Regions from separate parts of the Mus musculus genome. Here all the other regions are linked to region 1. A link is a contact called in public Micro-C and promoter capture Hi-C data. All regions are on one chromosome and are shown on one strand. Each heading gives the region's core, a stretch centred on a gene start, on an enhancer-like site or on the middle of the called end of the contact. The rest is flanking DNA. Distances are from core to core; before and after follow the strand shown. Region 1 holds the start of Tbrg3 (transforming growth factor beta regulated gene 3). Region 2 holds the start of Ccdc134 (coiled-coil domain containing 134). Region 3 holds the start of Ttll12 (tubulin tyrosine ligase-like family, member 12). Region 4 holds the start of Srebf2 (sterol regulatory element binding factor 2). Region 5 holds the start of Scube1 (signal peptide, CUB domain, EGF-like 1). Region 6 holds the start of Csdc2 (cold shock domain containing C2, RNA binding). Region 7 holds the start of Tspo (translocator protein).

The links. Promoter capture Hi-C pulls out the DNA fragments that hold promoters and counts their contacts. Hi-C and Micro-C count contacts between places; a contact is called where the count stands out from the background. Capture Hi-C pulls out chosen DNA fragments and counts their contacts.
Region 2: a contact with region 1 is called in a promoter capture Hi-C map of liver, with 2.5 times the contacts expected there. The contact joins the promoter of Ccdc134 here to the promoter of Tbrg3 in region 1. A contact is called at or near these places in 1 of 484 Hi-C or Micro-C datasets (the G1E-ER4 cell line) and 1 of 9 other capture datasets (liver).
Region 3: a promoter capture Hi-C map of liver shows a contact between it and region 1. The contact joins the promoter of Ttll12 here to the promoter of Tbrg3 in region 1. A contact is called at or near these places in 1 of 39 promoter capture datasets (the C10 cell line), 3 of 115 datasets of contacts at active chromatin or transcription factors (double positive thymocytes, memory CD8 T cells and pancreatic cancer cells) and 1 of 9 other capture datasets (liver).
Region 4: a promoter capture Hi-C map of liver shows a contact between it and region 1, with 6 times the contacts expected there. The contact joins the promoter of Srebf2 here to the promoter of Tbrg3 in region 1. A contact is called at or near these places in 5 of 39 promoter capture datasets (erythroid cells, hippocampal neurons, liver and 1 more) and 3 of 115 datasets of contacts at active chromatin or transcription factors (embryonic stem cells, extraembryonic endoderm stem cells and pancreatic cancer cells).
Region 5: a Micro-C map of embryonic stem cells shows a contact between it and region 1, with 3 times the contacts expected there. The contact joins the promoter of Scube1 here to the promoter of Tbrg3 in region 1. A contact is called at or near these places in 1 of 39 promoter capture datasets (hippocampal neurons) and 1 of 484 Hi-C or Micro-C datasets (embryonic stem cells).
Region 6: a promoter capture Hi-C map of liver shows a contact between it and region 1, with 4 times the contacts expected there. The contact joins the promoter of Csdc2 here to the promoter of Tbrg3 in region 1. A contact is called at or near these places in 2 of 39 promoter capture datasets (liver and pre-B cells).
Region 7: a promoter capture Hi-C map of pre-B cells shows a contact between it and region 1, with 5 times the contacts expected there. The contact joins the promoter of Tspo here to the promoter of Tbrg3 in region 1. A contact is called at or near these places in 11 of 39 promoter capture datasets (the 3T3-L1 cell line, 3T3-L1-derived adipocytes, the C10 cell line and 6 more), 3 of 115 datasets of contacts at active chromatin or transcription factors (bone marrow-derived dendritic cells, fibro-adipogenic progenitors and memory CD8 T cells) and 1 of 9 other capture datasets (adipose tissue).

What each region holds. Positions count from the first base shown.
Region 1 is chr15:82,896,211-82,900,615 of GRCm38.p6, forward strand. Tbrg3 (transforming growth factor beta regulated gene 3) reads right to left here and starts at 2,251. Exons shown (of 1, transcript NR_027799.1): 1 at 1-2,251. The region is part of intron 1 of Tcf20 (transcription factor 20); the gene reads right to left. It overlaps Gm20324 (predicted gene, 20324), which reads left to right and starts at 2,870. Exons shown (of 4, transcript NR_045068.1): 1 at 2,870-3,058.
Region 2 is chr15:82,126,332-82,130,574 of GRCm38.p6, forward strand. It overlaps Ccdc134 (coiled-coil domain containing 134), which reads left to right and starts at 1,591. Exons shown (of 7, transcript NM_172428.2): 1 at 1,591-1,718; 2 at 3,721-3,839. The coding sequence starts at 3,737. It overlaps Mei1 (meiotic double-stranded break formation protein 1), which reads left to right. Exons shown (of 31, transcript NM_028897.3): 31 at 283-483. The coding sequence ends at 328.
Region 3 is chr15:83,593,337-83,597,266 of GRCm38.p6, forward strand. Ttll12 (tubulin tyrosine ligase-like family, member 12) reads right to left here and starts at 1,821. Exons shown (of 14, transcript NM_183017.2): 1 at 1,613-1,821. The coding sequence starts at 1,774. It overlaps Gm52182 (a long non-coding RNA gene), which reads left to right. Exons shown (of 2, transcript XR_003951515.1): 2 at 1,001-2,110.
Region 4 is chr15:82,145,902-82,149,828 of GRCm38.p6, forward strand. It overlaps Srebf2 (sterol regulatory element binding factor 2), which reads left to right and starts at 1,368. Exons shown (of 19, transcript NM_033218.1): 1 at 1,368-1,589. The coding sequence starts at 1,502.
Region 5 is chr15:83,723,738-83,727,777 of GRCm38.p6, forward strand. Scube1 (signal peptide, CUB domain, EGF-like 1) reads right to left here and starts at 1,302. Exons shown (of 22, transcript NM_022723.3): 1 at 1,082-1,302. The coding sequence starts at 1,169.
Region 6 is chr15:81,935,154-81,939,325 of GRCm38.p6, forward strand. It overlaps Csdc2 (cold shock domain containing C2, RNA binding), which reads left to right and starts at 1,606. Exons shown (of 4, transcript NM_145473.3): 1 at 1,606-1,834.
Region 7 is chr15:83,560,997-83,565,269 of GRCm38.p6, forward strand. It overlaps Tspo (translocator protein), which reads left to right and starts at 2,577. Exons shown (of 4, transcript NM_009775.4): 1 at 2,577-2,648.

The DNA.
Region 1 (4,405 bases), core at 1,001-3,500:
TTACCTCAAAGCAAGCACGGCCCTAATATAGGAAACTCTGAATTTTGTCACCATGAGACTCTTTTCCTCTGTACTGTGGGTACCATGGTCATGACAAGCTCCTTGGGAAGCTTGGGTGTATATATAGTTCACTAGCAGAATACCTGCCTGTCTAGCACAATTGAGACTGCTCTCAATCCCCAGTATCACCTCCACAAGACTTTCAAGGGCCTAAAACTAAAAATACTCCCCCAAGAGGGAGTAATGCTTAAGGCATCCTGGGACAAGTTCTGTTTTTCATAAATTTATGTCAAAAAAGTCTCACTTGGCCAAAGTGAAAGCAATCATGACATGGTTCCTGAACACTTGCAAACCAGTCACACAGGCAACAAGAAAGACAACCTTTTATGACTTCTCTTGCTCTTTCAGGTTATGTTTTCAGCTCAAGACAAAATGGCAGAAGTAGATAAGAAAGAGAAACGTCTTACAAATTAAATCTTAGGCATACCAGCAAAACTGGCCAAGCAAGGACAAACTGAAAGTTAAGAAAATTCCCAAGGGTCACAGAAACCACCTTCCAGTATTTCACCCAGCTCCAAATTTCATATTCACCAGTTTGGTTGTTATTGCTTGTTGTGCTGTTGTTTGTTTGTTTGTTTGTTTGTTTGTTTTAAAGAGCCAGTAGAGCAGAATGACAGTAGAAAGCTAAGTATTTTAGGGCCACCCATACTAACTAATCTGCCCCTTGAGCAGGCCCTGAGTTAAAAGGAACCTGGTAACAAGTTTTGGGACCTAGGAGAGAAGAGTTATATTCAAGCTCCACCTCTCACTAGCTTATGTATTCTGTGGAGAAGGAATAATGAACTCTTAGGTCCACTGGGTAGACATTTTAGGACAGTTTAGAATTCTTTGGCCTAAGTCCATACATTGTTTTTGTTTTTAACGTAAATGTTAGCTTCCTTTCCTCTCTAAGTTAAAACTTAATAAAGGCAATTCTCCTACTATCTTACCTATGTAAGATCTCTCATATACATACGTACATACATACACACTCACAAACTACCACAGTAAAGCTTTATAGTAATTTTTTCATAAGCCATAAAACAAGCATAATACATACTTGAGTGTGAGAGGTGCTTCTAATTCAAGTAACTGGCACTTTTTCAAATCATACAGTAAACATGAGGTCATAATTCAAGTCCTAATAAAAAATTCCAAATAACTCATATGTATAATCTTAAGTGTCTCCTTATGTGACAGGCATGATTTTAACTAATATAAAAGAAAACCTTCTTTTAACACATACACAAGATAAACATTATGAGCCCATTTTGCCATCCACGTTTAAAGACCATTAAGGCTATACAGACCAAAATTTTTTAAAAAATGATCTAAAAAAACCATAGTGAGCTATATTTTATGGGGAATTGAGCAAAAACAAAAAAACAAACAAAAACAAAACAAAACAAAGTCTTCCACAAACAAGAGCAAAATCCAAGTTGGTCTAAGAGTACTTACCATTCAAAAGCATATGGCCCAGGGCCCTCACACACCAGAAAATCAGTAAAACTAACGGGTTCTTCAGCATCTGCCAGGGAAGTACCCTGCTACCACTAGGAATAAACCGGGGATGCAAACCATTTACTGCATCCTGAGGTGGATATTAATTCTGCAAGCCTACTACATCGCATAGCTAATTCTACTTTATCCCTACTCCAAGACTGAAATTGGAATTTGAAGTTAGCCAAGTAAGAGTCACCTAAAAGATCTTGAAATAGCATCCCTTCCCCACGTGGAAAGGGCTTCCAACAAAAACAGACCCAATCATCGCATCCATATTTCCCAATTAGCCAGTGCTTTTTCGGAAAACTCTTATCACAAAGGAAAAAAAAAAAGCATAATAATGTGCATTCAACATAAGCTAGACTGCTATTAATAGTGTGCGTTTTCTCTTCAGAAGCACAGAAAAGCACTGGGAATTGAGCACAAACTACCCTGACCAAGTTACTTCTCAAGCCAGTGAGGCGCATCTTACATCTCTCAGTAAAGTTCCTATGATCAAAATGAGAGCGAGCACAAAACCGGAGTGGAAGAACCACCAAACCAAACTCAAATAAACCTTCGAAATGTCTGGCCTGCAAGGGAGTCTTTAACAGAAGTGTAATTGAGGCATGAGAGGGTAGGTAACTTGCCCAGGGCTACAGTTTATTTGGTGGCCAAGCTGGAAGTGCATTCCAGGCCTCCTAGATCAGAATTTAGTGCCGTTTCCCCAGCTGCCAATGCCACCCCATGTAAAATCTTTTATAAAACTCTTCACTAAGGCTGTTAACATAAGGGTCCAATTATCATTCAAAGATCAGCCTGTTAGATAATAGCTCAAAAATTCCATCCATTTTTATAGCATTTACCAGAGTCATCTAATCTCTGGAGGGAGAACGCAGAGCTCGGGTAGAAACCCCTAATTCTGATTCGTCCCCAAAGGAGTTGAATACAGGCAGGCAAGCAAAACTGGTGTCCGCACCCACAAACCGTGGAGGAATCCGCAGCTCCACTGCCCCCCCCCAACACACACACACACACACACACTAAATTCCACTCCCATCCCGGCGCACTCAAGACATCCCACCTCCCGCCGCAGGCCGGATAGCAAACTCTTCTATAAGCCACCACTTTTCCGTGAGAATGAGGAAGAGAGACTCAGAGCCTCGCCTTCCCATCCCCTACCCGCGAGAAAGAGCTCCTTCGTGGACTCCGCGGGACCCTGCGCCCTGCCCTGCTCACCGCGGCGGGGGAGGGGAGAGCGCCCCACACAGGAAGTGCATCCTGCGCCCCTAGCTCGCGCCCCGCCGCCGGGTACCTGCTCTGGGCCGCCGGCAGGCGACAGGCAGCCGCATCCACATGGCCTCAGGTGTTCGCGCGGCTGCTCCGCCAGCCCCAGCCGGCCCCTCCCCGGCCCGCTCCAAGCCCGGCCCTTCACGGGTGCCTCGCCCCCAGCCCCCGGCCAAGAGGCCAGCAACGCCGGTCCCCGCGGGGCTGCCAAGAACGTGGACCCCTCAGCACCTCAGGCCGCAACGACCAGGTATCTCCGCCCGCAGCCCCAGAGCCTCCGGCCGCTCTGCCCTGACGCCGGTCCTGGCCGTTGACCCCTCGGCAGCCCACGCCGGTCCCCTCAGCCCGCTCCGCGACTCCCGAGGCTCAGCACTTGCAGGGCGGGCCGGGCCACGACCTGTGCTCCCAGCAGCCAGCCTGAGCGGCGCGGCCCGGTCCCGGCCCCTCGGGCTGCCCTTTCTCCTCAGGCCGGGCGGCGGTTACCTGCAGGAGCCCCCCGGCCCGTCCCTCGGCCTCCGCCGGCGCTGGGAGGGGAGGGGGCGGCGGCGCGGCGCGGGGTGGGGGTGGGGGTGCCTCCACCGCCTCCAGCGCGGACGCCCAGGCCGACGGCGGGGCGGGCCGGGGCCGCGGCCCCTAGAGGCTCGCTCCGGCCCGCGCGCTCGCTGGCTCACTCCCCGCTCCGGCGCGCCTCAGGGAGGGCTCCCCCGGCTGAGGCCGTGGCCGCCTCGCAGGGGCCGAAGGCGGCTCGGCTCCGGGTTTTTTCTCTCCATTCTCCCAACACACAGGAAATAACAGAGCGTCAGGTGACGGCGCGCAGCCAATGAGGCGGCTCCGGGCCCCGGCGCGCGGGCGGGCGGGAGGGCGCGCGGCGGGGCGGGGCGGGCGCAGGGGGCGGGGCCGGGGGCGGGGTGGCGCGCTGCCCACCCGCGTGTGGCAGCGTCGAGAGGCGCAGCAAGGAGACCCCCTACTCTGCGGTCCGGGACCACGCGCCCAGTGCTACCTCCAGCCCTCCGCTTAAGGCTACCTTGTGGGGTGCCCCAGAGCAACTTTCTGGGGAGTTAGTGGCACAGAACCTTCTACTGGGATTTCTGGAGTTCTCCCAGAGCCTCCAAATCCGAAGTCGCGCCTTTGGCAGCCCTTGAAGCCCGTGGCAATTTGTATAGTTACTTGAGCTGCCACCAGGGTGGCTCCCGCTTTCTTAACGTCCGCCGGGCCCAGGTGGGTAACATGGCCTGGTGTGTGCGGATGCACTCTCTGCCCATGGTGCCTACTGGGTGTTCCTGGATGAACAACAGTCTCTGACACTCAGTTTCCTCCGTTCTAAAAGCAAAGAAGCCAACCTACCTCACGTGTAAAATAGACTTCCACACCAGTAGTCTGCAGTGGTGCTGAGGTTCTGCACTCCTGGATGGTAGGCCCAGAACTGAAGTAAGAGATTTCCAGGGCCATGCCTCAGGCCCTAGCCAGCCTTCCCTTGTTCCTCAGATATCTTCACAGAGCAAAGGGCTAAATTTCTTTTTCCTCAAGAAAAATCTCATGTACAACCACCGTCTCATAGATCAGTGGTTCTCAACCTTCCTAATGCTTTGACCCATTA
Region 2 (4,243 bases), core at 341-2,840, 770 kb before region 1:
TTTGGAAGAGCAGTCAGTGCTCTTAACTGCTGAGCCATCTCTCCGGCCCCAGAGGAGAACTTCTTAGCCCTACTGGCTACTCCCCTGGCTATCTTCTCTTTTCATGGAACAGTTCTCTGTTATATGCCAACTGCTGGTCCCAGTTTTGGAGTCCGTGCCACCAATATTAGAAGTATTCATACTCTTCTCTGACCATTGCTACCCTTCTGGGGTTCTGTGATATCCCTCCCCTCCCCCTTCAGCTCTGTTTCTCTTTTATTCTCCTCTCATGATTCACGCCAGCTGCCTCGGAGGTGTGTCTGTTTCCCAGGCTCACATCAGAGGCTGAGCCTCAGGACATAAAGGCCCAGAAACAGAAAACAATGAGACCTGCAGACAAATTCCGGGCATAATGGTTGAGGGGGAAAACAATATCAAGCCTCTCTCTGGAGCTATTTTACACCACAGTGGAAATGGAATTGGGAAATAAAATAATGCATTAACATTCCTGTGTGCACTTTCACTCTGAGCTCATCTTCCTGGAACTTGTTCCTCAGCTACACAGCTGGACACTGGCTTGTTTCCGCAAATGATGGAGACAGACTGGAGAGTGAGAGCATTTAAGGAGCATGTGCACCAGGCAGTAGTGGCACACGCCTTTAATCCCAGAACTTGGGAGGCAGAGGCAGGCGGATTTCTGAGTTCAAGGCCAGCCTGGTCTACAGAGTGAGTTCCAGGACAGCCAGGGCTATACAGAGAAACCCTGTCTCAGAAAACCAAGGGTTGGGGCCTGAGCATGTGCAAAGTGCTTCATAGTTGTACATAGAGAACATGAAGAACCCCTGAGCTGGGAAGGCCCCAACATCAAGGGCCCCAAGCCTTGTGGTTGGACTTTGGAGAAGCACTTCACCTCAAGTGGACATGGGAAGAGGTACAAATCTCAGGGGGGAATAAAATCAAACCCACTTCAGCCTCTCTGGCTCAAGCCTTTTCTATACTCACGTGGGCAATGGTCATTTAACGTCTACCATCGCCGGCTACTGGCAGAAAACTCTGCCCGCACCTGTTTGTATATCAGCCCAGCCTGGGCTTTGCGTCCTAACTGGCCACTCCGCCGGTCTTCCCCGGATCTAGCTGTCCTGACACCCTCAATCCCTACCCCGGAGCAAAACAGAATGTCTACGAACAGAGGAAGAACTCTGGTTTAGAAATCAGTGAACTGGATGGACAAGTCGGGGTTGCCCGTGCTCCGCACTACCATAGGTTATGCTGGTTCCTTAAAAAGTTCTTTGGATCTTGCGAGCTGAGGTTTAAAATAGACTCAGATGAGACATCAGGCACTACGCTAAAAGCGCCGGGCAGCAAGGGTTTCGGGCCGCGGTTTGCTGACGCGCTTTCAGCAGGGTAAGGGCCCCATCGTAGCTTAACTTCCTCCAACTCCACCAGAACCGAGATCATCAGCGTGCCGGGCGACGGCTTCTCCCAGGACCACGCCGTGGCTGACAGCTGCAGCGACACGCGCCAGAGCACAGCGGGGCGGGGCCGGAAGTGAGGTCAGCGGAGCGCGGCGTTCGCGGCCCGGTCTCATTGGTCAGGAGCAGCGCAGTAGGTGGGCCGGCCGCTTGTCGGTCTCCTAGCACTGCTGGCCGGTTGCTGTAGAGTTCCGCGCCTTGCCAGAGTTGGGTGCTTCCGGCTGCTCGCCAAGGGGCTGCTCCCTTCTCCCTGCACCGCCGGCCGGGGTAGGTAGTGGTGGGGGTGCCGGACTGTACTGTAGGCTTCTTGGGAGGGGAGTGCGGAGCCCCCCGCACTGCGTACGGGTTCGGGACTCGGACACCTAGAAAGGCTCGCTTGCCCCTCCGAAGCTCCAAGGCGCGGAACCAAAACCCCCGCCCGGCCACTACCACAGGCTCTACAAGACGAGTTCGGAGTCGCTTGCCGAGTCTGAAAGAGCGCTGGGGACGCTTGGGACAGAAGCGAGATTTAGAGGCCGAAGAGTAGAGTATCAGTCATGAAAACCAGACCTGTCCCCCGCGGTCCGCTACTTTGCTTTCCCACGTTTGTCCTGCTTGAGTTATCCTAGGTTGTCTGGTAAATTTGTTTCCCTAAGTTTTGCTGTGGCCTGGTTCAAGTTCGCTTGGGTTCTGGAACATGAGACGGAAGGTGGACGGTCCTGGATAATCTTTGTTCTGTAGATTTCTGCTGTCCCGGCTCCGTGGGGGCAGGGGTTCTCCTAAGGATCTCTCCCAGAGCATCTCAAATTCTGGGTGGGGGTGTGGCCAGCTTTGATATGAGATGCCCTGTGCTTATTTAGAGACAAGACACAGTGCACTGAACTGAGAGTAAGACTCCTGGCTCAGCCTAGGAACAGCTGTAAGACTCTGAATAGTAACTTTTTTTTTTTTGTCCCCCAGTTTCCACATTAGTAAAACAGGGTATCTTTCATCTGAGTATGAGGCCTCTGTTGACTGTCATTTTCCACCCTAGTCTATCCATTTTGGAATTTTAGACAAGGCCTAGATTACTCTCAAACTTAAGGACATTCTCCAGCCTCAACCTCCCAAGTGGTGGGATTAAAGTTATGAGCCACTACTCCCAGCCCCCACATATTAATGTTTCACTTGACCAAATTCTTCTTATCCTTAAAAAAAAAAAAAAAAACAGAGCCAACTGTGTGTGTGTGTGTGTGTGTGTTCCATGTACACCTCAGTATGTGTATGCAGAGGACAGAGATCAATACCAGGTATCTTTAATTGTTCTCTTCCCTATTCGTTGAGACAGGACCTTTTACTGAACCTGGAGCTCCTAGATTCAGCTGGACTAGCTGGCCAGCAAGCTCCAGGAATAGTTGAGTCCCCAACTCCTCAGATCTAGGAGCACAAGCATGCGTTGCACCCAGCTTACTCATGATACTGGGGATCAGACTCGGGCCCTGGTTCGAACTTCACCAACCGAATCCTTTTATGCTTGTATGTTGGTTGATTGTCTCGTACCCATTCAAGCGATAAGGTACAAGTTCAGGGAGTTTGGTTTGCCATACTTCCTGGGTATGTGTTCTCAGCTCTAGAACTGCGTGGAACATTGCTTGAGCAGTAATGGTTGGGCTGTTGTTGGAATTAGGGACAGATGCTGCACATGTAGTTCCCGGGTGAATGGGTACAGTCTCCAAGTCTTCCCTGCTTCCCTTCTCATGCTGTGTCCCTTCTTTCTGATGTCAGAAGAAGTTGGAGGAGGAGGGAAGCCATACAAGCCTTACATACCTTCTCACTGCCTGAGACTCCTTGGCTGATACCCTCTTAGAAGGCTAGGACAGGGATTTGAAAAGAACCTTAATGCCCAGTCAGCCCCGTTCTCCAGACATAGTACATTGTTCAGACCTGTCGCTCTGCATCAGGAAGGGGACCTCCTATGCCCGATTTTATAGGAAGCTATATTAAGCTATAAGACCTTCCCTGGCTTAGAGAACTGGAGTGCTTGCCCAGGAACAAGGCAGATGTAGTCAGGACTCTAACCTAGAGCTTTAGCCTCAGTCCCTATCCAGTGTTGTAAGACTGGCTAAAGTGTCTCTTCCTTTCTTCTGCAATCCTATAAGCCTGTCTAGTGTGCCTGCTAGTCATTAGTCCTGGCTAGATCTTCAGGGCTCCCTAGAGCTGGATGCTTGGTATTTGGAGGCTGGGCCATGTCTGGGGAGGTATGTTTTCCCTGAACTCACCCCCTGCCCCTATCTTTGGGTTATTCCTCTAGCTCCAGAATCTCAGATATGGACCTTCTTCAGTTCCTGGCAGCCTTCTCTGTCCTCCTGTGGCCTGGCACGGAAGTCACAGGCGCCCTGAAGAGCACTCTGGACCCGAGCCTCAAGATTTGTATCTCTTCGGGGCTTTGGTGGGATGTGAATTCACTGTCTCCGAAGGGCTGGTGAACGAGGTCCCTCGGTGTCCATAACTCCTTGCAGGGCTTCCAGGGCTGAGCAGACGGAGTTAGTAAGAATAGGAGGAAGGAGGAAACACACTCTGCCCATACTGAGCATGTCGGCTTTCTCCCGAGCCTGCTCCCCATGTTAACTGACATTTAGACCCATTTCTCAGATCTGCGAAGGCTTAAGACTGTATGTGTGTGGTACCTGGCTAAGACCTCACACAGGACCTCCAGAACTTTGGGTTGCTAGCTTATCTTGTCTGGTCCTCTGGGCCTTGGTGACCCAAAGATGAGACAAGACCATCTCTGGTTTTGAGGCATCTATAGAACCAAAAAGTATGTGTATTAGTTA
Region 3 (3,930 bases), core at 571-3,070, 700 kb after region 1:
CTCTCTACAGGCAGGGATGCAGTCCTGCTGAGCATTCCCTCTGGGCCTTGTGGCAGGTCTCACTGTGGTGACTCAGCTTTGTCTGGAATGGCTCAGGAGGGCCTGGGGAAAAAAAAAAAATGGGTATCCCTGACTAGGCCACAGCAGCCCAAGTGAGAAGGGACAGGACACTGGTGGAGTGCAGTGGCCTGTCATTATCTTCTGCACCCCCTCAGGGAGCCAGGTGCTGGTGTTTCTCCATGCCTGCTTTCCAAATCAGACAGCTTAGGTGGGGAGTCACCTGACCAGGGAGAGTGCCCCTGAGTGGGGTCCCAGGGCATTCCAAAAACAAACAAACAAACAAACAAACAAAGAAGCCCAGCCCTTGCAGCATCTTGGGTACCCTCTTATCGTCACTAATAAATGGGGGTCCAGTTCTACCTCAGCACTGGCCTGAGATCAAGGCAAGTCTGCAGAAAGTAGCAGTGCGGAGGAGGGCCCAACACCACGTGAGCAGAGAACTTAGTGACAGGGAGTAAGTAACCCTCTGTAAGGAGGTGCCACTGACAGATGAGCCTCGACCAATGATGTAGTAATATCTGATAATCAGACTGAAGTAGAGAAATCACTTAATACTCCACCTACCAAACCGGTCACTACAGCTGCTTGCCCTGGGGCTGACGGCCAGTTATAACCTCACGGTATTGCCCAGGACCATCAACAATGTAACACTAGCACAAGGCTGGCTCCTCCTCTTTTACTGTCCCACAGGGCTAAGGATTGAGGCGCCTCCCAACCGCCAGCATGCTATAGTGAGCTGCAGTACAGCCCTACGTATAGGCTTAACCAGGAAATATCTGGCCCATACACAGTGTGGAACTAGATCAAAGAGGGTAAGCCTACCCCATTGAGAGGCACCGGGGAATCCTAGCTTTTGGACTCTCCCAGTCACCTGAAGGCTTAGTGGGTCTCAGATAGGAGGTGGTGTCCTGTGAAAAACCAAGCTCTTGCTTCGCAAAAGACCCTCCGCCCAGCCTAGCAGCTGCTGTCTTCATCACCCAAACCCTGTTCTCCGACGGAAGAAGCCGGGCACCCCGTGGAAGCCTAGCTCAGGTGAAGGATGGAGCCATTCTCTCAAAAGATGGGGGAGACCTTCTAAACCCTCTCTTAGCGTCGTCTCCATGTCTCAGGGCCTCCATTCTCTTTAGTGTACAAAGGGAGACCTGCTACTCACGCCGTGGGAAACAACTCCACAGAGTTCTACGGACTAAGCAGAGCTGCACAGAGCTGACTGAAATGATGCCGGTGTAGCTTGAATCTAACAGGAGCTCCTGCATCCGCCGGAGCCTCAGTTTCCTCATCCGTAAGTGGAGTCGCGAGTTCTACTCTTAATATATCAACCGAGGCGTTGGGATGCTGCGAGCCAAGCGCATGCCGGTTTGCAGGTCCCTGCGCATCCTCGGCGGGCCCATAACCCTGCAGGATGGCGGCACAGGCGCATCTCTCGGCCTGTACCCTTCTGACTCCCAGGTACATCCTGCTCCTGAACTTATAAGTGGCTCCCCTTCAGAGCTGCTGAGCTGTGCTCCCCACTCGACCGCATAGCCTGCCCGCAGCCCGTGCCATCTCGTACCTCGTGCTCCAGCTTGTGCAGAAGGCGGCCCCATAGTCGCTCTGGGACTCCCGAGGCGCGCAGCGTAGGGCCGTGCAGCGACACGAACTCGTCCAGCAGCCGCGCGTTCAGCCTCTCGGCGCGGCCGGGACTGCCAGGCTGCGGCCCGGACTGGATCTCCATAGTGCTCGGAAGAGCACGGCGCCGCCCACCGCAGGATTTAAGCGGACGGCGCGCACGCGCCTGCGTCCTGGGTTGCGAGGTTCCAAGAGTGCGCACGCGCGCTGGGGGCGTGTCTTCTCCATTCATCCCAGGACTGCCGCGAGGGATTCTGGGAACGCTGCTTAGAAGCCCCAGAGAGTCAGAATCAGGAGAGATTGTCCTCAAGGAGCCGGTGAAGCTGAGATGGGGAGGGGGTCGGGAAGAGGCAGAAGGTGCTCCCCCTTGCGCTGGTTGCAATCTTGTTTCGCCTGAATTTTTTTTTTAATTTTAGTTTAAAATTTTTATTTTTTTATTTTACGTGTGTGAGTGCTTTTATTTTACGTGTATGAGTGTGTATGTAAGTGCATATATGGCTCATGAAGGTTAGGAGACTGCGTCAGGTCCCTTGGAACTGGAATTACACATGGGGTGCTGGGATCCAAACCGGGTCATCTGCAAGAGCAGTTAACTACTAAGCCATTTTCCCAGACTTGTTTTGTTTTATTTTGTTTTGGTGTGTGTGTGTGTGTGTGTGTTTGTGTGTGTGTCACAGCGCACTTGTGGAAAGCAAAGAACAAAACATTGTAGAGTCTGTTCTCTTTCCATTTTTATCAAACGCAAGTCATTAAGATTGCATGGCAAATGCTTTACCACTGAGCCATTTGCTAGGGCTTGGTTATCATCATCATATTGCCACAGGGTCACATTCAGCTCAGACTAATCTGACCAAGAAACTCACTTTGTTTCGAAGGCTGGCCTTGAACCCTTCCTCCCTCCACCTGTCAAGCATTGGGAGACACCAGCGTGTGGGGATCCTAGTTATATCTCAAAGGTGGACAGATCTTTCTAGGGATTGGAGGAGCCTTCTCAGTCCTTGGAATGCCTTGTTGAATTCAAAGGTTGTGATAACTTGGTGTGCCATCAAAAGGGTTATTCCACAAGTGCAGAGATCAGCTTGCCTCTGCCTCCCAAGTGTTGGGATTAAAGGCATAAGTTACCACCTCCAGCCGCTTTCTTGCTTCCTGTCTATCGAGGAAAAGAGAGCCCTAAATTCAGAGAAAGACTCTGTCTCAAGAAATTAAGCAGAGAAAGGCAGATGAGGATACCCAATATCTTCTTTTAGCCTCCACTTGCACATGGCACACTCCCTCCCTGTATGCATGGACTCATATACCCACAAGCCCTCAACAATCAATCAATGACTGCATGGATCATTTCATCATATAATTTGCTAGATGGAGATGAGATAGAGGGTAGTTTAAAATTTTTTTCAATAGATGTATGTGATGGTTTGAATATCCTTGCATAAGAGAGAGAAACTGTGAGGACGGGGCTGGGTGATTTTGGGAAGTTCGCCAAGCAGCTTCCAGCCAGCAACACAGACTCTCTTCAGCTTTCAGAGAGTCTGTGTGTATTCTCTGGTGGAATTACCTTACAACAGCAGAGGTTAGGAGAAGTTCTGGGTGTTCTAGATCACCTGGAACTGGAGTTATGGATGTTTGAGAACAGATATGGATGCTAGGAACTGAATCCCAGTACTCTGTGAGAGCAGCCAGTGCCCTTAACCACTGAGCAACCTCTCCAGCCCCCTTTAAGGATCTAATGCTGCCTTCTCCGATTGCTGACTCTATGAATAAAGCACAATTTTAGAAGATTCCATCCCTGTCCCTGGTGACTGGCAAGTATCACTAACCCTGGTGCTCTAGTTAGATAGCCTAGTGTTGGCTGTTTGCCTCCACCCCAAGGGCAGGGGGCCACCATGGGCTAGGAAACAGCAGCGGCCTCTTTCTGGATCCTAGAAAAACCTCCCTCAGTTTTACCTAGCAAATTGAATCGATTTGTATTCAGACTTTATTCAGGCTTAAGGCACTTTGGACTTTTTTTTTTTTTTTTTTTTTTTTTTTTTTTACCCTGGCAGTGTCTCACTATATAGCCCTAGCTGTCTTGAAACTCACTATGTAGAGCAAGTTGGCCTGGAACTCACAAGAGATCCATTTGCCTCTGCCTCCCAAGTGTTGGGAATCAAGTTGTGAGCCACTACACTTGACTAGACTATGGTATTTATTTATCAGTCAGTCGGTCGGCCTATCTATCTATCTATCTATCTATCTATCTGGCTTTTTTGAAACAGGGTTTCT
Region 4 (3,927 bases), core at 118-2,617, 750 kb before region 1:
TTCTTGTCCCCCAGCAGAGGCGCCTCTCCCAGTAAATCTCTCCTGTGAGACTTGTTGTGATGTGACTTTGTGGGTATTCCCAGGCGCCTGATTGCCAGGATCTTTTTCCCTCTCAGAGCTGCAATACCTTCACTGGAGACCCTTTCCCCCTCAGAGCCTGCTGGAACACTTCATCCCAGAAGTTAAGAGCTGTTTGCTTGCCACGGAAATCAAATAAATGTGACAATGACAACTGTGGTCTTGTGCTGTTTTAAAGATGACAAACCAGGCTTATCAGCAAACAGTTGCTTAGCCAGCCCAGGAGCAGGAAGTGGCTTATTGGATATGCAGGTCTCCCCACAGAGCCTTCAGCTCTGACCCCCTAAGAACAACTGCCTCAGACTCACAAGAAGCTCTTCCTATGTATGCCATGAAAACCTTCTTCCTCTCAGTATACACTTAGGTCCTTTCTCAGATGTCCATTCCAGCATTTCTTTTTTTTAACGATGCCCTGATATTCTACTGTTTGGAGGTAATTTATGTACCTGATGCCTTACTGTGTTACTGTTTTCCCGTTAGAGAACTTTGTGATGAATGTCTTTGAATACATGTACTTAATAGCATTCCTCGGAACACTAATCTTTTTGTTTCTTCGGATAAGTTCTTGGAAGCGTGCACCTTTGTGTGCAGTGTGACCGACTACCTGTAAGATGATGCAGTGAGGTGACTGCAGGAGTGGGGCCTCACCTGGAGAGACCATTGAACAAATGACCTTGTCTGAAGGCCTTAGAATGATCGAGGTTTCCCAAAATTGAGGGCCAGTTGTAAAATGTTCACAATACTCAGGTGATCTCAAGACCCTGTTAAGTCTCGGATGGGATAAGTGTGACTTAGGGTCTGGATAGCCTATCCCAGAATGTTAGGGTACTATGATTCTACCCAGAGCTAGGGGGAGGGAAGAGGCAACTGGGGAGATGACGTAATGTGCTCCTAGAGTAAAGGGGGCGGTGGTAGAAGGTAGCGCCGGACAGCGGTGCGTTAACCCTTCTATTTCCGGGCTCTCGACAAAGTTGCTCCTGGAGCTGATCCAACGGAAAAGTAGCGGCTCCTTTAAGCCAGAAGAAGGCTGGGACGAGGACCCGGCGGCTACTCTCCGCTGGCGCTTGGATGCCGTGAGGGGCGGAGTCCCGCTATGCAAATCTGAGCTGCTGATCGATGACGCACCATCACCCCATGAGCCGCTTCGCGCGCCGATTGGCTAATGCAAGCCTGGTCCCATTGACAACAAACTTGGGGGTGCGGAGGCTCGGGGCGGGGCTGCAGTGGGCGCGGCCCGGGGCGGGGGAATTCTGCCCCGCCCCTTCCGTGGAGTCGGGGCGCAGCTCAAACATGGCGGCGGTTGGCACGGGGCGGTGAGGCGGTACCAGGTGGGGGCTGTCGGGTGTCATGGGCGGTGGCGGCGGTACCGCCTCCGCGTCTCCCTGAGCTGGACCTCACGGGGGACTCTGCGCCAAGCTGGGCGATGGATGAGAGCAGCGAGCTGGGCGTTCTGGAGACCATGGAGACCCTCACGGAGCTGGGCGATGAGCTGACTCTCGGGGACATCGACGGTGAGTGGCGGCGGCTGGGTGGGAGTGCGGGGGGCGCGCGGGGAGGAAGGGGTTACGGCGGCGCTCGCGGGTGCGCGTGCGCCCACCCCGCGATCGCCCCGGCGTGCGCGGGAAGGAACCCGCGGGGGCCGGGCTGCCCGGGAGGTTCCCAGTTCTTCTGGCTCCAGAGTCTGAGCCCGGGTCGTGACGCAGGGCTCCCGGTGGCTGAGGAGTCGTGGGCGCCGCGGGGCCCGAAGCGGGGCTGGGGGCGTCGCGAGTGCCGCCAGAGGAGAAAGCGAGGCGGCTGCCTCCCTCGCGCGCCCACACGCGCTCTGGTTTGTCCGGTCTTCGCCGGCGTCCCGCGTCGCACCTGTCACTCCCTGCCTGGCCACTGGAGCGGCTTCGGGATTTCCCGGACTGCGCTCCCGGGCTCGGCTCCCCCACGCCCCCGCTCTTTTCGGGATTGACTGACAGCCGGGTCTGCGGGCGCTCTGGAAAACTTTGGGCAACAGCTGCAAAAAGCAAGTTACTGATGGAGTGGACAGAGACCGCAGAGTGCGGCGGCCTTGGATGGAGACCCGGGCGCTCCTGCTGTCGCACTGCAAAGGGAGTTGAGCAGCAAGAATTTTGAGTTGTGGCCCCTCGGGTACAGACTAGGGAGCTGGTGGCCTTTGTTTCGGCGGCCTTAACAGCGAAGTGGAAGAACTGGTAGGAGCCCAGGGAACCTCTCTTAAAATTCTCTCACTTTTCAGCCACGGGAAGGAAGGTTTGGAGAGGGTCCCAGACTTGCCCGCGGTCATCATGCTGGTTAACAAAGCCCAGTTCTTTCTGTTTCTGAGCCACTATTAGTTTCTTTCCACTCCACCTTTAAGAAAAATAGGCTAGTAATTAAGTCATTCTCAGTAGTCAGGGCTCTTCTGAAGTTCTCAGTCCCAAATACTTTGCGTTAGTTCATTTATTCAATCCCGCTGAATTGGGTATCGCTCAGTTTTGCCGGAGGTGTCGTTTAAGGTCACTTACTTTAGAGAGTCCAGAACTCCTAGGCAGTGACTCAGTTTATGGAATGTTACTACACCTAGAATCTAGAACCTTGCAGGCAGATGTGATGGCCACATCCTCGCTTCGCAGGCGAAGAAGCAGGTAGAAGGTTCTCTCGTGGAGAAAGGAGTGACAACAGTTGTTTAAAGAAGGTGTTGGCCAGGTGCCTGTTTTGCTTTTGTAGCATTTTGTAGCATTTTTCCCTTAGGGTTCGCCCTTACTTCTCATTTTGGTCATCCAGACAGTGTGACAAGCCCGTGTATTGGAAGTTCCACTTTTAACCACAGATTCTTCCACCAAGGATCGCTAAACACTAAGATAGGTTAACGAATGGGAGGGGTTACTCCTTGGAACGTGGGAGTGGCTAAAGTGTTTTGAGCACCCAGGTACAAGATAAAAGTGTTAAGCACTCACACAGGTTCCCAATACTTATCACAGCCCTGTCAGATAAAGATGGATGTCAGACTGGCCATCTCCCCTCACCGTTGTTGGGACTGAAGCCCAGCGCTGTTCATTAGCATACCCAGGGTTCCCTAGTCAGTAAGGATGTCTAAAACTGCCTGCCAGCAGGTACAAGAGAAAATTCATCTTGGTCTTTTTTTTTTTTTTTTTTTTTTTGTACTTACATTTTATAATGATCTTTATTTGTCTGCGTTTTCAGTCTATTAAATCATCTTAGCGGTTAATATTAACCTTATAGATTGCTAAGTCTCACGGAAAATTTTAGGACCACCTGGGGTTTTGTATGTGCCTAGGGCAGCAAGTGCAAGTCAGAGGTGGGAAAGCTTCCTTGAAGGCTAGTTTACCAGAAAGATCACACCAAGGAGATAGCCATTGACCTTAAAAGACAAGAAGAACCAGTTGAACAAAGCTAAGGACACCGGGCTAGTTGGAAGTGTCCCCTGAACCCTCTGTTCTCCTGAGCAGGTTACTGGAGGGGCGGGGGGCGTGGTACGACGGGACAAGGGGACAAACCACCTTTCTTTTTCTTCCCTCTGTTCTTTGCACCGAGAACAGCCCTTGGGACAGTGAGAATGCTCACTGTTTATGGAATGTCTGTATGAGTACCTGGGACAGGATACTAAACGGTATTAGGTATAGTTTCCATGATTGGATCAGGGTGAGCAGCCCATGTGCATCCAAGAGGAGGAAGAGGAGAGGTGATATGAATGCACTTTTGTAACTGGAAGCCTAAAAGTCTCATGGCTGCCTTCAGGAGCTCAAGGAGCTGTGAGTCCAAGACCAACAGGGTCTCTTCTTAGTCGGAGAGCTTTACGTTCTTTAAGTTCTTCTTTCTTTTTTTTTTTTTTTTTTTTAAAGA
Region 5 (4,040 bases), core at 52-2,551, 830 kb after region 1:
AGTGAGGACCCCCAACACCTGGGAGAAATGCCCACGGACTGTCTAGTATCCTCAACAGGACCCAGCTTCTGGAATGGGCGCATGGAAGAAAACTCAGCGCCAATGGAGTAGCATGGACTAGCATAAACTCCCTAGCACTGGATCTCTGTGGGACTCTCCGGAGAGCAAGACAGGCAGGAACCTCCTCGCCCTCTCCAAGGAGAACAAGGAAGAATGTGAAAAGAGAGACTCGGTGTGCAGCTTTGCCCGGAAGCCCCTTCCGGGAAACTCAGATCACGGAGGGACACCCCCACCTAGCAGTTCCTTCTGCCTGGACCAAAGGCTGTGCCTGTGCCTCCGGCCCCCTCTCTCTGATGTCTGTTCTGTTATTCGTGTTCTCATCCACCTCCTTCCCTACGTCTGTCCGTCTTTTCTCCCCCTCCTGTCTGACAGTCCATCTGTCCATCTCTTCCCAGACATCTCCATCCTTCCTCTCTCACTCGGCCCCCTCCCTCGGCGACGCCCCTCCGAGTCCTCCCGTCTCTCTGTCTGGTGTCCATCTGTCTCCTCCTCTCTGTCCTTTGATCTGCCTTTCTCCATTCCGCTGTCCACTGCCTCCTCGCTCCCCTCCCTTGCCTCCTCTCCCCTCTTCCCTCCCGCGGCTGTCTTTCTGAGGGCTTCTTCCTGGGCCCTTTTGTCTGTTCCCACTACGCCTCGGCTCCTGTCCGTCTGTCCCTCTATCTTCCCACCTTCCCTCCAGTCTCAGCGCGTCCTTTCTGACCACCTCCGGGTATCTCCTACGCGGCAGCTGCCCAGTCCTTGGCCCCGGGGGAGCGCCGCTCTCGGTTCGGGGGTCCCCGCCCGTCTCCGTACGCATGCCGGGCCCCGCAGGCGGCCGTCGCGCTTCCTTTCTTCCTCTGGCCTCCCGCTTCCCCTCCCGGGGCCTCAGTCCACCCCGCCCCCGCCGGCCCCGGGCGCCCCGGGCGATCGCAGAAGTTACTTTGCAAGGAGGCAGGATCCGGCGCTGGGCGGCCTCCGACGGCGCGGGGTGGCAGCCTGTAGGACCCCGCGCGCCCTCATCCCCCTGGGTCCTCGCGCTTACCTGGCAGCCCGCTGCCCCCCACCAGCCGCCCGCGCGCTCCCAGAGCGAGCAGTAGGTACAAGTGCCAGCGCACGGCCGCCGCGCCCATGCTCGCTGCGGGCCGCGCCGGGTGCTGGCGTGCGGGGCACGGGACGCTCGGAGCGACCGCTCCGCGAGCGCTCCTGTCTGCAGCGAGCTCCGCTACCGCTCCGGCTCCCAGCCACATAGCCGGCGCGCAGGACAAGCTGACAGCCGCGCGCTCATTGGCCCGCGGCCGTGGGGGGCGGAGCTCCGCGGGAGGCCGTCCAGTGGGCGTCGGGTGGCGTGGCCTGCGGGCGTCTGGGCCCGCCTCCTCTCCCGGGGCCGGCGGCAGGTGGGGGGTGGGAGCCGAGAGAGCTGGGGTCGCGGTACAGGGTGTCACCCGGGGCCTGGACTGGGCCGCAGGCTGCTCTTCCCCAGTCCCTCTTTGTGTGCTGATCCCCGAGGTCCAGGGTGTCTGTTTCCCTTCAGATATGCACACACTCTGTTGGGGGAGTAGAGGTGAAGAAAGGCCCAGAGGCACCCAGGGATGGTGAAGAAGATGCTAAGAGCACGCAGCCAATACATAGGAATTTATTGAGCCGCTACTGGATGCCAAGTGCCGCTGGGGACAGCCACACACTAGTCAGCAGTGAAAGCTCTGGACGATAGCTTCAGAATTTGCGTACAAAATCAAAGGAACTTTTCAGTACTGCCCCGAAGGACAATGGTTATAGGAGTGTTTGTCTTGGACAGGCGCGTGTCGCGCCTAGAACCGTTCTCCCAGTGAATGGACGCGCGACCAGGCCGGATTGAGTGACCTCTCTCTACCCAGGCTCTTGTTGCTCTGCGAAGCCCAGATCCTCGGGTGACAGGCCCAGCGAGGCGGGAGAACCGTGGCGTCGCGGTCTCCCTAGCCCAGATCCTCCCCCAGCTCGGGGTCTACACCTGACCCCTCGGCCTTGAGGCCTGGCGGGCACTCAATGGCCTCTCTCAGCTCCGGAGGGAGGCAGGACACTGAAGAAGTTCAGCAAACCCCAAGGCCCATCTCCTTGACAACCACCAATAAGAGCTCCTGTTTTCTCCTGCTCTCCAGATTCAAAGACTAGAGTTTTAGCTTTTTGTCCACTCTGCCTGTGCAGTGTTGCGCCCAGCGGTTCCCATCCACGCTGGCTCTTTCTTCCTCCCTGCCCCCAGCACACACTTTTGCAGCCACCTCCAAGGCCCCAGAAGGTTAAAGTCATGTGTCTCGGCTCCTGCTGCTAGCCAGACTTCCCGTGGGCTTAGGGCAATGGTTTGGAGACTAAGGCAAGGGATCCATTTCCACGTTATGCAGATGGAATCAAGGAGGAAAACGTGGAACTCTGGCCTCTACTGTGTCCCCATAGGCTCCTACCCTGGCCACTGCATGCATTTTCTTTCCCTGGTTGCTCCTGGCCATGTAGTTTAATTTGGGGGACCTTGTTACCACGCCTTATTTTGTCTTCTCTCAGCTGTAGGGCTTTGAGATTTTTTTCTTCGCCTGTGCAACCAATCGATTTGTGAGATGTGTTGTGTGTGTGTGGGGGGGGGGGAGTGAGGGAGTTTGGGAGAGGAACTCTGACTTCTTAGCACAATGTTTTTCATGTCTCTTCCTCAGGGGCTCTCATCCCCACTCATATTCAGGGGGGATGGAGGCTTGGGATTCCCGTGAGTCCCCGGGGACTCTTTTGCTAATATGGAAATTTTATCTGCAGTAACCTTTATCTTCAGTGACTTGAAGGTCAGGTTTGCTGATGAACTAACACTCTTTAAGCGTGCAAAAGAAACGAGGGTCTCATCTAGGAGACCATGGCTCATGTGGCAGAACCAAAGGGCTGTGCAGGGTGGGGGGGAAGGAGGGCTGGGGGAGGGGAGCTGAGTCTCTAAGTTCCTGACCAAGGAGAAGGTTTATCTCCTTGGAAGAAGGAGGGGGTGGAGAAAGATGCTTTATTTCCTAGAGCAGAAGGCTCTAGATTGTTCTGGGGTGGGTTGGTTACATGGGATCATCACTCTAATGTCAGGACTAAGGATGTCTTGGCACCTTTGCATATTGAGCTGAGAAAGTGGAAGCCACTGGTTTGGGGAACAGACTGGGCTACCTCACATCCGAGCCACCTGTGTGCATTCTGCATGTCAATCGGCACCCACACCCTCCTCTGAGGTCCTCTCTAGACCAACCACAGGCACGGTAGCCTGGCACACAGCTTGCCTTTTGCACCCTGAACCCAATGTCACGTTGCCACCCGGACAGCCTTTGTTTCCTCCTGTCTGTACCCCAGTCCCTGCCCCATAAGCTTGGTGCAAGACCCCCTTCAGGCTCAGAAAATGGAAGTCCCCACTTTCACATCCCTCAGCTTTCTCTCTGTCACCATCCAAAAATGCAACCCTGGGGGCCTTCTCTGTGGCCACAGTTCCCAAAGGGAGCTAAGGCAATTATCATGTGATTCTGTGCATGAATGAACGAATGAACGAACGAACGAATGAATGAATGCATGAGTGAGTGGGTGAATGAACAAATGGTCCCAGAAACAAGGCAGAACCATCTGTGAACTCCTATTGCTCCAGTGAAGTAACTTTGGCCGTGCCAGGTCCTTAAGAATAAAAAGTGAGATGGTGAGATGGCTCAGCGGTTAAGAGCGCCGACTGCTCTTCCAAAGGTCCTGAGTTCAAATCCCAGTAACCACAAGGTGGCTCACAACCATCTATAACGAAATCTGATGCCATCCTCTGGAGTGTCTGAAGACAGCTACAGTGTACTTACATATATTAAATATATATATATATATATATATATATATATATATATATATATATATATATATTAAAATAATAAAACCAGCTGTTCTCTCCCTCTCCCTCTTTCTCTCTCTCTCAAACAACCCACTTTCTGTGCCCTGTAGGGAAGCTAGGCTGGTCAGCAGAACCCCAAATCCTGAGTGCC
Region 6 (4,172 bases), core at 356-2,855, 960 kb before region 1:
CAATCTTTGGCCTCTTCGGTGCTGGGATCACAGGTCTACCCCCATCATGTCTAATTTTCTTTCTAATTGTTGAAAATTGCCTACTTATATTTATTTCATGTTTCACTGGTGTGTTGCCTGAATTTATATCTGTGTGAGAGTGCTAGATTCCCTGGAACTGGAGTTACAGACAGTTGGGGGGTCGCCATGTGGGTGCTAGGAATTGAACCTGGGCCCTCTGGAAGAGCAGCCAGTGCTCTTAATCATTGAGTCATCTCTCCAGCTCCTGTCATGTCTGTTTTCCTGTTTGTTTGTTTGTTTGTTTGTTGAGACACTGCCTCTCTAGGTAGCCAGGTAGACTCAAACTTGAAATCTATTTGTTTCATCCTCTTGAGGGCTGGGACCTATAGGTCTGTGCCAGCACAAAGGGCACCTCCTCATGACTCAGTAGTACTAAAGTGACACCTGGGGAAGATGTCTCTCTAAGATGAGGTTGAGGAGGGACAGGGGGGTGGCAGAGAAGCCCTTTGAAGAGGTTTCCTGGAGCCTGGCCCTGAGCTCATAGACGGTTGAGCCTTACCTGTCCTCTTGGGGAGCACTGTCCTCTTGGGGAGCACTGTCCTCTTGGGGAGCACTGTCCTCTTGGGGAGCACTGGGGTCCTAGGGATTTGCCTGAGGTCTTTTTTGTTTTGTTTTGTTTTTGTTTTTCCGAGACAGGGTTTCTCTGTGTAGCCCTGGCTGTCCTGGAACTCACTCTGTAGACCAGGCTGGCCTCGAACTCAGAAATCTGCCTGCCTCTGCCTCCTAGTGCTGGGATTAAAGGCATGTGTCACCACTGCCCGGCTTTTTGGGGGGCGGGAGTGTGCTGAGGTCTTACTGTCTGAAGAGACCTAAACTGCTTGGACTGAATCTGCTGAGTCAGTCCTTACTTCTAAAAGCCTCCTAAACCACAAGTACACACAGACACACAGACACACAGACACCACTGCCCCCTGTATATGTGTGTGCGAGTGTGTGTGTGTGTGTGTGTGTGTGTGTGTGTGTGTGTGTAAGAAAGAAACATACACAGAAAGACACTCATTATTCTTTTATAGTTCTCTTCCCCTGGATTCCACAGCCCCTCCCAAAGACCTAATGTGTGCCAAAGAGATTTGAGCACATTCTTCAAATGGAGATCTCAGATGATCTGAGGGGACAGAGCTCAGCACAGCTGCAGACTGCAGAGGGAATGGAATGTCTGGGAGTCCCTAGGAACCTGGCTTGTTCCCAGAGGGTCTCCTCTGTTCTCTGGCCTCCTTTCTCCAGAATACATCCTCCCACCCTGCAGGCCCTCCCGTTGACCATAAACACTCCCTGGCACCCCGCTCACCAAGAATGCACACTGTCTCTAGCTCTTCCTGCCTCTTACTCCCCAGCAGCTACCCTGACCTGGTAGAGCAAATTATACCTTGGCCCAGCAATAAAAGCCACTTTCCAAAACAAGAAGCAGTAACGCTCAAAGTGACGCAGCTTAGCCACTCACCCAGCACTTGGCCTGGCTCACAAGGTGGTGTCTGGGCCAGAGAAGAGATGGCTTAGTGTCCCTTTAAGCTAGGAGTACAAATTCCCATCCCAGTCCCTCCCTCCAGCACATCCTGACGTCAGCAGGAGGGCGTGTGTGAGTGAGTGAGTGAGTGAGTGAGGGGCCCGAGGTGCCTCCTGCACACCACACACACACACACACACACACACACACACACACGCCACGGAGAGTGCATTATCCAGACGTGACCCCTGCGAGCCAGCTCCACAGTCCAGAGAGATCGGGTGCTGCCCACTACAGGAGACAGTGCCTGGACCCAGCTGCCACGGCGAGGTAAGGGACCTGAAGGAAGCCGGTGATGGAAACTGTGGCAGAGGCAGGGGCCGAGGGCTGATGGTACCAAGAAAGGATGTGTGGATTGAGGTTGGAAAGGTCGCAGCGCTACATCAGCCAGCCCAGCTCTGCTTAGAGGATGCGGGGGGAGATGTAGAGCCCACCGCCCTTCCCTTCTCTCTCCTTGACCCTCCAGAAGAGCTGAGGCGGAGTGGCTCCCGCGCATCTGAATGTGTGTGAATGTCTGTGTCTGGGACTCGCGTCTGGGTTGAGATGCAGGTAACAGCAGCTACCTGCCAAGCCGCAGCCTCCGGTCTGGGAACTAGGTGAGGGAAAGCCGGGACTCCTTCCAGACCCTAAAAGGCCAGTCCGGAGCACCGCTGGATTTTGTCCCTGGAATCTGTTTTGAGGCCAGAGCAGAGGGGAGGAACCGCCTGGGGCAGGCAGAGGGACCCAGAGCAGCTGTCTTCCCTCACTCTATTTTTCCCTAGTGTGGCAGAGATAATTGTGTCAACTGGCTGGAGGGATGGCTCTGTGTTATTTTTGCCTTTATGCCACCCCACTGGGTCTTTGCTCTCCCCCGCATGCTGGGCTAGCTCTGACCTCCTCCTCTGCTTAGGTGCAACCCACTGTAGGACAGGGGGTGATAGACCAGCTGCTGGACACCCCTTGCTTGCTGTAGGATGCAAGGACTCAGGTTGGCCTTGGCTGGCATCAAGCCCCTAAGTGGTCTGACCCTGGCACAAGGAGACTGAATGGAGATAAGGGACCATGCTGGCACCCACAAGGAGACAGCAGGTTCCTGCCAGGCTGCCAGGCTGCCAGGCTGCAGGCGCTTCCCAGGGAGGAGGGAGAGCGGGACTGAGAACAATAATAAATCCAGAGTGTGAACTGCTGCATCCGCTGGGGCTGGGGGAGGGGAGAAGGAAGTGTGCCTGGTAGGAGGTGGGCACCCTCTTCTCCGACAGCCTGGCACTGGCTCGCTTAGATGCCATCCAGTCAGGGCCTTTCCCTGGGAAGGATGGGAGTGAGGAGGTGGGGATGGAGGGTGGGAGTGGGGGTTGGGGGGAGCTCTTTCCCAAATTCAACTCCATCCCAGAGGTCTCTGGACATGAATGCCCAGGTTCTGGGTGTCTCCTCCCGTCCTTACCCCACACTGCATTTTCCCAAAACATCTATTTGCCTATCCTTGTCTCTCCAGCCCCACCTTGACAAAACTAGTGCAAACAGAAGCTAGTGGCGAAGGGTCCCAGGAGGACACGCCAAGTTGTCCCAGGCCTAGAGAAAGATGGCTGGACAAGGTTGGAAGATGCTTATTGGCTAGGGAGGGGGCTCCCTAGTGGCCCTCAAGGACCCACAGGGATGGATAAATGGGGGAGTAAGGATATTTGCCAGCCCATCCAAAGGCAGAGTGGCCCCCCACCGCCCCACATCCTATGTTCCCCCTCCTTGTGCAGGTGATGCCCAGCAGAGGGTGCTCTTGGACTAATTGAGCCAATCACAATCACCAGGCACAAGCCTGGTGTCCAGAACCCAGGGCCTTGTGCATAGGCAGCTTGGGGGAAATGCACAGCAAGGTGAGGGAGTGAAATCCAGGGTGTGGCCAGCACACATCCCCCTGCCTCAGATATGATAGTCACCAGGCAGAAGGTGACTTAACACCCTGGGAAGCCCAGGGACTCTGAGACCACACTGAACCTTGCCACTCGGCCACTGTGTGACTTTGGCCAGTATGATCCTCTCTCCAGAGGACCCAGAAGGGGAAGGTGGCTTGTTTAAGCTCACAGGGTCAGGGAGAGGTGGAGCTTGTCTAGGACCTGGGGACCCGGGGTCTTCTGGCTTTCCCTTCCCCCACTAATGCCAGGAAAGCCCAGAGGCCTTAATAACCAGAGCCTCAGGGCTGCCTGGGCTTGTGAGCAGGAGAGTAAAGAGCCACTTAAATAATTAATCTTTAGTATTGGCTGGGACAGCCCCCCCACACACACACACATACACACACACACACACACACACACACACACACACACACTGGAGGGAAAGGAATCAGCTTTAATTAGGTCACCTCCAGCTGCAGGGGCAGCTGATGTATATTCTAAGGCGTGTCTGGGAACCTGGGGAGGGAGGAAGCAGGCAGGTGCCACTTCTGTCTGGTGGTCCTAAGGTTGTCACCTCCTCAGGACTCAGCATCGACAAGCCCGAGACATTCAGCTCTTCCACACCACCTTCCTTGTGGTCCCTGTCTTTCTATTTTTAAACTGTACCCATTCCTCCCTAGTGGCACCCCCATAATGGGACTTGGAGCTGGAACACTTTTATTGGGGGTGTTGTTTTTAAGCTT
Region 7 (4,273 bases), core at 1,327-3,826, 670 kb after region 1:
CTACATGATGGGAGGAGAAAACCACATCTGGCAAGCTCTCCACTGACCTCATGTACAAAATAAATGAATGTTACAAAAAGGTAATTAAAAGAATATCACTGATCTCTTCAGGAGGTAGGACAGTGGGGTTCTGAGATAAAAATGGGCAGTGATTGACAGCAAACGGCTGGGCAGAATTGAAACCCTCAGTGGAGTCCAGAAGAAACCACTGGGGGGAGGGGGAGGACTAAAGAAGGGAAACAGAAGAACTAAGCAAGAACAGAGAGCGAGAAGAGCAACACGGGAAGTCCAGGGCCTTGAGTGACAGGCATTCCAGAAAGAGAAGTGAGGAAACGAAAGACGAGAAACTGTTAAAAAAAAAAAAAAATTCAGGTCTGAAAAGTAACAATGAGGCCTTCCACACTGTCAGGGCTGTGGAAGCCAGGCATGATGGTGCATGTCTGTATCCCCAGCACTTGAGAAGTCAGGATCATGGGTTCAAAGCCAGCCTGGATTATACAGGAGACTCCAAAAATAAAGATTAAACAAAAATGGGAGCTGGAGAAATGGCTCAGCAGTTAGGAGTACTAGCTGCTCTTCCAGAGGAGCTGGGTTCAATTCTTACAACCATCTGTTTGTTTGTTTGTTTGTTTGTTTGTTTGTTTGTTTGTTTTGAGACAGGGTTTCTCTGTGTAGCCCTGGCTGTCCTGGAACTCACTCTGTAGACCAGGGTGATGTCGAACTCAGAAATTCACCTACCTCTGCCTCCCAAGTGCTGGGATTAAAGGTGTGCGCCACCACGCCCAGCTCTCACAACCATCTCTTAACTTTAGTTCTAGGATGTCCAAGGCCCTCTTCTGACCTCTGTGGGCACCAGGCACAGACATGGTACGCATACATATATGTGGTAAGATACCCACACGTGTAAAACAAAAAATAAAAAGGTCAGGTCCTTTGATTGCTGGCTCAGTGGACTAAGTTTAAACTCACATAGGAGGCTGTGCTTGTAAAATTTCAAATCTTTGCAGCCCAAATTTACATCCACAGGCTGTAGCAAGAAGGTAGTAGCAACAACAGTCGAGTGCGCCAGAGATGTATACAGTTGCATACTGATGTCATAACACACAGCATGAGGCCGCTGGACCACAACCCACTTCCAAGGATCTGAAGGACAGAGGGACTCTGGCAAGAGCTCTAGGAGGACTAGCCAACCTAGACAAAATGAGCCACTGAGAGGGAAGATGCTTCAGTTAGTTTTCTGTTTCTATCACTGAATGACATACTGGGCCATTTATATAGAGTACAAGTTACCGTCCTCAGGGTTGTAAAGTTCAAGGTCAGAAGCTGCATCTCACAAGAGCCTCCTTGCTGGTGGAGACTCTCTACAGAATCCAAGGGATGTAGGGCTTCATCTGACAAGAGGGGCCCTATCCGAGAACCTGCACTGGCTGGCTTTGATACCAGACCTACACTCAGGATAACCGATGGATCTATTCCTGAATGAATCGTGAATGGATAGGGGCCACACCGTGAATCCTTGGGACATAGTCACCTCAAGGTCCACCTGGTCCCACTTGGTTTCACCTCTTGATTCTTCACAACGGGGACTAAATTTCCACCATAGATCCCCTCCCCCAGCTCCCTCTCCCCCTTCCCGGTGACAGTCAATCCTTTGCAAATACACAATAGGACGTGAAACCTATCCAGGAGGCAGACAAGGGTACGCCAGAGGGGCGCAGAGAGACTGAAAAGCTGTAGGCACGTACAAGGCATGTAGAGCCGTTGCCGCAGGGATTGGCAAGGCTGCAGAGGTGTGCTGAGAGATGTCTCAATCAGACCGCCTTCGGCTGCTGTGCTGCTGGTTAAGAACAGGAAGCCCGGGACTGGGACGATACCTTAGTGGGTCGCATGCTCACCTTTACCTTGCAGACACCAGGATCTGAGTTTCATTTCCAGAACCTGTGTTAAAACCCTGGGTATAGTAGTACACAGTTATAATCCCAGGGCCCAGGAGGTTGAAACAGGCAGATTGGTGGGGCTCCTTGCCCAGCCAGCCTACTCTAATTGACTCACAGGAAGAGGTTGAGGGCTGCCAGCAAGTGGGTGTGGCCAGGCATAGCGCCTAGGGCCTTACTAACACAAGAGGCAGAAAGCGGTTAGTTTTGTTTTCCTTTATTTTGGGCAGTGCTGGGGATTGAAACTCAGGGGCCTTTGCGTGCACAGAAAGTACTCCACAATGGAACTATATCCCAAGTCCCTCATTAAAACAAACAAACAAATAAACAAACAAACAAAAAACACAAAATACGGATAAGATGATAGGTAGAATTCAGCCAGGCACAGTGGGGGGGGGGGGGGGAATATAATACGCAGCTCAGACTGACTGCGAGCTCACTGTCATCCTCCTGTCTCGGTGTGAAATACAAACATGTGCCACCTCTGTGGCATTCGTTGTCTGCCTGTCTGCGATGCATCTCTCCCCTCTGTGTCCAGGCCCACGATGAGGAGAGAAAAAAAGAGGGGTGCCTGGTTGAGGGCGGGCCTGGGAAGGCAGGGTGCCTCCGGGTGCGGCGCAGGGCGGGGCGGGGCGAGGCGGGGTCAGCGGCTACCAACCTCTGTGCGCAGTGTCCTTCACGGAACAACCAGCGACTGCGTGAGCGGGGCTGTGGGTACGTGAGACCCTGACGGCGGGGAGCCAAAAGGGAAACTGAGGCCAGGTCCAAGCGGGAGGGACTCCTCCCGAGGATGTGCTGCTGAGGCTGAGGGTGTTTGGCCTTTGGGGACAGCGGCCAATGTCCTGTGCCTACCTCGGTGAGGCAGGAGTTGGCTGCTGCAGCTGGAGGCAGCTGGGCGGGAAGAGGAGATAGCCTCTGGCTGCTGGGAATCCTGCTTCCCCTGCAGAGGAGTTCTGGGATCCGTGGGAAACCGAGACTATGCAAAGCCCAGGAGCCAGGATTTGAGCGGCAGCTGCCTAAGCCTGCTTTGAGATCAAAGCCTGCATGTGTGGTGTGGACGCTTCTCCTGCGTAGTGATTTGTGAACTTGGGTACTGCGTGTGTGTGCCTGGCCGTCTCAGGGCTGAGACCCGCCAGCGTCTAGAAACTCTTGATAGTGGTAGGTACCTGAGGGGTGAGGCCGACAGACAGCAGGCTTGCTTTTTAAGCTTTTCTCTGATCGGAGTTTTCGGCTTCTGTTTGTGTTCCCCTTGTTAGGGGGTTGTGCAAGCGGCGCCTTGAAAGCCAGTTTTGTTTGATAAAGTTGCCACTCCGCCACGCCATTTCCCCACACCCCAGACCTCATGGTGACCAGTTCCTGCCGGTCCTAACTGACCTGTTGCTGGCGCGATGATTACTTTCAGAATGAGAAAAGCTGGCAAAAGGTATAAGGAGGATTTGCAAGTTCGTTAAAAACAAAAAGTCCTAAAATTCCTCGGGACAGAAACGGCTTTGCTGGAAGGAAAGCTCAAGGATGGGAGGAGCTTCACGCAGTGGACGGAAGAGGGCGTGGCCGGCTCCCTTCTGTTTCTGGGTCATAGTCTCTAGGGAAGCCCCAGGGCAACAGGTACCCCAGGCCCATTGGCTCTGACCTAGCTTCACAGATAGCAGCCTAGGAGAAGGAGGGCTCAGGCATCCTTTCTGGCTGTCCTACTAAGAGGTGGGGCCCGAAGCTCTATGGAGTGATGGTGCTAAGTATGGAGAGGGCGATGCTGTTGGCCTGTGTCCATCAGACACTGAGAAGAGAGACAGCCTGTGGACCTGATCCTTGCCCAGGGCATTGTATCCCAAGGGAAGGTGACCGAGAGTGGCCGAGTGTCATTGTGGATGTAGAGATACCAACCTGGAATGTTCTACAGTTTCCCCATCAGTTTCTTTCTTTCTTTCTTTCTTTCTTTCCTTTCTTTCCTTCTTTTTTTTTTAAAGATTTATTTATTTATTATATGTAAGTACACTGTAGCTGTCTTCAAACACCAGAAGAGGGCATCCGATCTCATTACAGATGGTTGTGAGCCACTGTATGGTTGCTGGGATTTGAACTCAGGACATCTGGAAGAGCAGTCAGTGCTCTTAACCCCTGAGCCATCTCTCCAGCCCCATATCAGTTTCTTTACCTGGAAGGTGACACTAGCAATAAACCCTTTCTGGGGACTGTGGATCAAAGAGAGGTGGCTGACCCCTGCCCTGTGGCTGCTGTGGGGAGTACATGAAGGTTTGACTGAGTGAGTGAGTGCCTTTGAGTAAGGCTTGGCTCCTTTACTGAGGCCCTGGGGTGGTGACCATCGAGAAGGCCTACTACCA